Linked DNA regions of Arachis hypogaea: region 2 is linked to region 1. Evidence: chromatin contacts called from public Hi-C data. All regions are on one chromosome and are shown on one strand. The core of a region is the stretch at or near the end of the contact, and the rest is flanking DNA. Distances in the headings are between cores, read along the strand shown.

The links. A called contact is a pair of places that touch in the nucleus more often than the background predicts.
Region 2: a contact with region 1 is called in a Hi-C map of an unstated tissue, with 6 times the contacts expected there. The contact joins the promoter of LOC112797178 here to the enhancer-like site in region 1. A contact is called at or near these places in 2 of 8 Hi-C or Micro-C datasets (leaf and an unstated tissue).

What each region holds. Positions count from the first base shown.
Region 1 is chr4:108,008,435-108,011,812 of arahy.Tifrunner.gnm2.J5K5, reverse strand. No RefSeq gene overlaps it. Among protein-coding and RNA genes, the nearest start is that of LOC112797174, 23 kb to the left of the region's middle. Within about 2 kb of position 1,257, at least 2 of the 3 cell types and tissues checked have open chromatin away from gene starts, as enhancers often do.
Region 2 is chr4:108,243,969-108,247,437 of arahy.Tifrunner.gnm2.J5K5, reverse strand. LOC112797178 reads left to right here and starts at 1,653. Exons shown (of 4, transcript XM_025839981.3): 1 at 1,653-2,679. The coding sequence starts at 2,231.

The DNA of each region.
Region 1 (3,378 bases), core at 8-2,507:
TCACTTGTATATTAAATATGGAGGCACCTTGCATATGGCTATAGCCCAAGACACTAATTTAAATATGGTAGTAGAGGAAAAGACGAAGAAAGCCTGGTCATTTTTTCTGTCTTACCTAAGGTAGCATGTCACATCATAACCTAGTATCTTGGTCATTCTAATAGACACAAGTGAATTGATGCTGTGCTGAATGCTCATGGAAGTGGTTGAAAATCGCCTCATGCCTTACAAGCCTTTGTACAAGTATATTGCAGCCAACTTCATGAAACATTTCAAGAATAAAGATTTTAAAAAAGTATTTATCAATGCACCAAATTCAAAATCACGAAAAAAGTTCGTTCACTACTTATTGAGAGCAGAGAACTTAGCTATTACCAACTGGTTAGAGGAGATACCACAATTGGTCTGGACACATTATATTAATGAAAGTCGTCAATTTAGACACATGATCACAAACACATCCGAATATATCAATATTGTCATAAAGACTACACATAATTTATCAATCATCGCTCTTATTAAATCAATATAATTTATTAGTATATTTAATTTATAACCTATTATCATATTACACTAATAATAAAAAACATATATAATAATAATGCTAATAATATGCAAATACTATTTTAAATACACTTAAAATTTAATTTAAAATTACAAATATTTTATTGTAAATATCTAGTTTTATATTATAATCTACTTTAAAAATATTTATTTCTATAACAATTAATAATTATTTTACATAACACTAATCTAACTATTCACGTACATAACAGTAATCTAACAGTATGTGCACATCTAATTTATTGCGTAAAACATCTGCGAAAGGTCAAATGTCCATGGAAAAGTTTGTAAGAAAGTTTTTTTTTAATGTACTTAAAATTAAAGTAATTTGATCATGTCTTGTCCAAAGATGTTATGTGACAAGTGTCTATGCCATTTGTTCGTTGGTCCCTAGACCTTAGTTTGAATTAAAGTATGTAACAATAATGGCTGACATAGTTAATTTTGAGCTTGGTTTAACTTGACATATATAGTTAAATATGATATTTAAAATCAAAATGAAAATCCTGAAAACAACATTTGTAATTTGTGTGTTTTATTTTTCAATAAATACTCAATTTTTTTAGGGTGCATTACCTCGTGATTATAGGACGAGATATGTTTCACAATTGCACACAATAACATGCCATCTTGCATTGTATTATGACCTTTTTTTTATTTTTGGCCATAGTCGTGTGCACCCATTTGAAGTTTACGAATTTGATGGACAAAGATGGGCTTCAACTACGGACTTTCATTTTTGGTCATGTCTTTCATACTCTCATAACAAAATAATTAGGTTTGTGAAAGAAAAAACGATTCTTAGAGCAAAACAAAATTATTGGTTCCCAACCAATTTAAATTCGCTGATTAGTCAGCTTACTCGTCAAGAATTCTGGGTTCCAAGATATAATTTTTTGAGAAATAGCATTATCAAAATGAAAGTGACATTAACATTTCTGTAATTTTTTTATTGAAAAAGGAATTATATATTGTTGAGGTTTTGGTACAATTTATTTGCCCAGTAAATAATCACATTCAGATTCAAAACTTAAAATATTGTAAATATAGGTACAGTGACGGATTTAGAAAATTTTGATAGTAGAGACAAAATATGTATAATATAATAATAATTTTTATAATAAAAATATTTTATGTGCATAAAAATCAGCTATCAAAATATTCATTAATCATTATATATTTGTATATTGTGAAAACTCTGTTCTTGTTCGCAGAGTTTGAGAAGTGAGGTGAAGCTCACTTGTGAGAGAGAGATTCGAGAAATGAAAAAAGGTTGAGTGGTAAAATGCACTGATTTCATTTCATTTGCTATAAACAATATATATACACTATGATCTAAAGGTGAAGCTTTTATATCTAACTAACTCTAACTGAATACATGTGCAGTATGTACAGCATGTGTGATGCCAACTAAACTAAAACTAATTCCAACTAACTTATTAACTTAATTTGTCTTCTAGCTATCCTTCACTTTGATTACTCCTAATCACACCCTCCCTCAAGCTGAGAGTGTGGAAATCTATAAGACCTAGCTTGGATTGAGCTTCTAAAAAAGGGGCTGGAGCTAATGCTTTTGTTAGCACATTTGCTACTTGGTTTGCGAATGAAACCGGAAGTAGCTTAATGACATCCTCTTGAATCTTGTCATGAACAGTGTGACCGTCGATCTTGATGTGCTTAGTGCGCTCATGAAAGACGAGATTTGAAGTAATATGGAGAGCTGATCTGTTATCGCAGTATACAGTAATGGGATGCATGAGAAGTTGTCCGAAATCGCGGAGAATGTTCGAAATCTAGACACCTTTGCATGTTGCAACAACCATTGCTCGATATTCGGCCTCAGCCAAAGACCGAGCCACTGTGGGTTGCTTTTTACTTCTCCAGCAGATTAAGGAATCACATAAGAAGAAGCAGAAACTAGTAACTGATCTTCTGGAGTCCGGACAAGTTCCCCAGTCTGAATCGGAGAAAGCTTTGAGGCTGAGTTTGTTGGAAGTAGAGAAGAGAACTCCTTTGGCAGGGGCACCCTTCAGATATCTAAGAACATGTAATGCAGCCTCAAAATGCTTAGTAGTCACGCAGTCCAAATATTGGCTCAACTTGCTGACTGCGAAGCAAATGTCGGGTCAACTATTGGTCAAGTAAATGAGATGTTCAATGAGCCTGCGATAGCTAGTAACATTAGGCAATGGGTAACCTGAAGACTTAGATAACTTGGGTAATCGATTAGAGTCATCGCTGGCTTCACATCAAGCAATCCAAATTCCTTGAGGAGATCAACTGTGTACTTGCGCTGGTAGATAGCAATGCATTGCTTGCTTCTCGCTACCTCAAGACCAAGAAAAAATTTGAGCACCCCCAAATCTTCAATGCTAAACTTGGCATCAAGGAGCTGCTTGACGTCTCCGATTGTTTTCAAGCAATTGCCAGCTACCACCAAGTCATTAACGTAGACCAAGATGCAAGTAAAATTAGAACAAGTGAGCTTGGTAAATAAGCATGTGTCAGCCTTTGATTGAGTAAGAAGGACTTGGCAAAGCTTCTTGTGCCATTGTCGACTTGCTTGCTTCAGCCTATAGAGAGAATGCTGCAACCTACACACCATACCGGGAGGAGCAGATAAATCCAAAGGAGGTTTCATATAAACTTCTTCAAGCAAGTCCCCATGAAGAAAGGCTGTGTTCACATCAAGTTGGTGAATAGACCAGCCATGATTTGCGGCAAGGGTGAGTAGAATCCACAATGTAGTAAGTTTAATCACAGGGCTAAAAGTATCAAAATAATCGAATCCGGCAGTTTGAGTAAACCCTTTTA
Region 2 (3,469 bases), core at 404-2,903, 240 kb before region 1:
TTTTACTAAAAAAAAATTCTCAAAAGTCACCAAAACTTAAATACTTAGAGCGAAATTGAAAATTTGACAAAACTCTTTTAACAAAAAAATAAATGCGAAGTTTGGAGTGTGGTTACGGATAAGACCCACGCCCCCCTCCTCCCAAAAAACGAACTTGACTACTAAAAAACTACCTAGTCTAATAATAAAAAAAGCCCAATAAAAAGGTCCTTAAGTCACGTTGAAGTGCACGCAAGGGTGCAAGACTTTGGTCTAATGGTTATCATATATGTCTTGTAATAAGTGCATTCAGATTTAGCTGTGAACGTGTATTGAATATGGCCAAAATTTCGATCCGATCCGCACTAAAGTCATCAGATCACATCCAATATTCACAACTTTTAAGTTTGGATTTGATCCGATCTGTATATTTGCATATCAGATCGGATTTTAGATATATCTGCAAAATATATAAATATTTTAGAAAGTTTATTTTTATTAAAAAATATCAATAAAATACTATTTTTCTACTTTTTTTTTACATGTTTACTCTTAAAATATTAATAAACATATTTTTTTAAATGATAAAAATAAAATAATATAACATATGTGATAATTATTACTTGAAATAAAATATAAAAAATATTTACTTATTTATTTATTTATTTATTTTTGTTGTTCTGCGAATATATGAATACATACATAAAATCTGCAATCTGATTTTATTAGTGTGCGGATTGAATCAATATTCACAATTTTTGGATCAAATTTAAATAAATGTTACAGATATACTAATCGAATCCAATTCATAAATACTCCTATCCGGATTCAATACTTTGCTAGGCATAATAAATAAAATCCTTAAATATTGTGTGTAGAAGCATAATGTGATAAATTTATAATCCTTAAAATGAGAAACTATTCAATTTATTTAACCTAAAAAAGTACATAATATAATAGAATCCAATCTCTTTAAATGCTCCAACAATTGAGAAATCTCGTATTTTAAGGATTAAAGTATCCCTTCATAAAAAAAGATCCCGAAACGTTCGCTAAAAATATATAATGATCAAATATGATAGTCATTAACTAATTAAGTTAGTACCTCTAGTCATTATTTCAGTAATGGCGCCAAAGTGACCAAACTATATAAAAGAAATCAACCATAAAAAAAGATAAGTGATATACATTAAATATACCAATACTATTTATAAATTTAATTATCAGAATATATTTACAGATTGACAATCTGATTTGTAATTGGACGAAATAAAATACTACAGTTTCTTCACATAGATAAATATATAAATACAAGTTTATTGATTAAATATGGTGGATAGTTTTGTATTCACACCAGTTTAGAAAAGAAACTTTTCTTTCATCAAAGAAAGCAAGAAACTATCAAGCAATGAGAAAGTAGGTGAGAATAGATAGAAAAAATAAAGCTGCCCTCAAGCAACGCTCCTTTATTTTCCTTTTCCTTTTCCTTTTCCTTTTGAAGCTTTGCTTACTATTTCCTCTTGAGTGGATTAAGAATAAGTGAACAACACAACCAATTGAATTCCAGTTCCTGAAAAAACACGTGGCGAAAGAAGAGCTAAACGTCTATGACACACCATAGACCTCCATTTCACATTTTCACCGAAGTAAGAAAACTCAAGAATTACGCGCCACGCCAGAATGGATTGCACCCACCAACCAACCAACAAGGGTCCCTCCCGCGCTTTCCAATTATCACCCTTTTCCAAAAGCGCTTTTGTTTTTTTTTTTTCCTTCTAACTTGCCTCGTTAAACGACGTCGTTGCCATTGCAATGCAAATTCTTCGCCACCCTCATTTCTCACAGTCGCACTCCCCCTTTGCATAATCATCTTCCCAAACTTCTCATCTCATCGCCGTTACATCAAAAGATCCACACTAACACGATCAACCCTCCCAAAACGACGTCGCATCTCATCAAAACTCGTCTAGACTCATAGCAACGCTTTCTACACGCTAAACGGCGTCGTCACCATTGCAATGCTTATTCATTTCATCAATATCCTTTTCTCCTTAATTATCCTATAATCCCTTTTATCTTTGACATCCTCATCGCTGATTCCTCACGATAAAACGACACCGTTGCCATTGTGATTGTTATTTCCATCGTCGTTTTTGACATTCTCGTTCAATCATCAATTTCTTTGTGTGTGGGGATTCGTTTGAGCGCATTGCAAACGACGTCGTCTCTCGGTCTCCGTTTCGTCGCCGCAATGCCGTTCACGCGCTGCAACAGCCAGATTCCAGTGCCTCCGCCGTCGCCGATCCCAACTGCCAACGGCTCCCGCTCTGCCGCGAACGCGACCTTCAGCGAGTTCCTAGAGAAGACGCTACAGCTACCGGAGCTTATACTTCCGGAACCTCACTTCCCTCCGGCGCCGGCAGAGATCGACCTCCGTTCGCTGCCAATGTCTTCCGCGGACCTCGTGATTCGATCCTCCAGGGAGTTCGGCGCGTTTCGGATCCGGTGCCACGGGATCCCCGCCAACGACCTCGGAACAGTGGTGGACGAAGCGGAGCAGGTCTTCAAAGACTCGCGAAACGCCGTCGTCCAGCGCATAGGGTGCGGCGGAGAAATGATTCCTTTCGTTCGGTCTCGCAAAGGAGTAATGGAATTCACCGCAAACAAGATTCTTGGGAACCAAGCGCATCGAAGCTTCTGGTATACACACAAGCGATTCTCTCTTTCGTTCTGTTTCTGAATTTTCTCCTCTTTTTTTTTTATATCTAAATCGTCTTATTTTTTAGTAAAAATTTTATTTTATTATTACTATTATTATTATCGTTTTGCATTTCAATGGCATTCTTTAGTTCACGTAAACTCATATAAGTGTTCATGTTCTCCTTGCTTTAACTATGATAAATAACAACAGTTTGGTGAGAGAGAAATTAATTATGTTGCATCAACAACTAATCTCATTAGTTGAATAAAAGATGTATAGTAAAATAAGTGAAAGTAGAACACTACTTCTGGCTCTGTGCCTATTATTCTCCAGCACCACCTTTGTATGCAGAATATCATAACAGGTGATTACTTAAATGCTTCATAGGAGAAATCTTTTTGAGATTTAAAATAATACAAAAAAAAAGAGAAAGTATAAGGAACTAACTGCTAACATTAGCCAAATTTAGTGTTTAGGTTTATAATTTAGAATTTAGGATTAAGGGTACATGACTTAGAATCTAAAATTTAAGATAAACAAACTAATTTTAAAAAAGTTAGTTGATGTTGGTTGAAAAATATTGGTTGCCTAGCATTGCTCTAAAGACAAAGAATGAATGGAGATCAATGACATTGTCTAATGGTGCAATTGACTGCACCAAAAAATCTTATCTGCTTTCAACAGATTGCCTATGAATTCCTCTTGAGCCCAGCTGATAATCTGTTGTTGACTGAACGTTGGACTTACTTCGAGGTTTAGGCTCACTGATATAGTGATACTCTTCTTCGG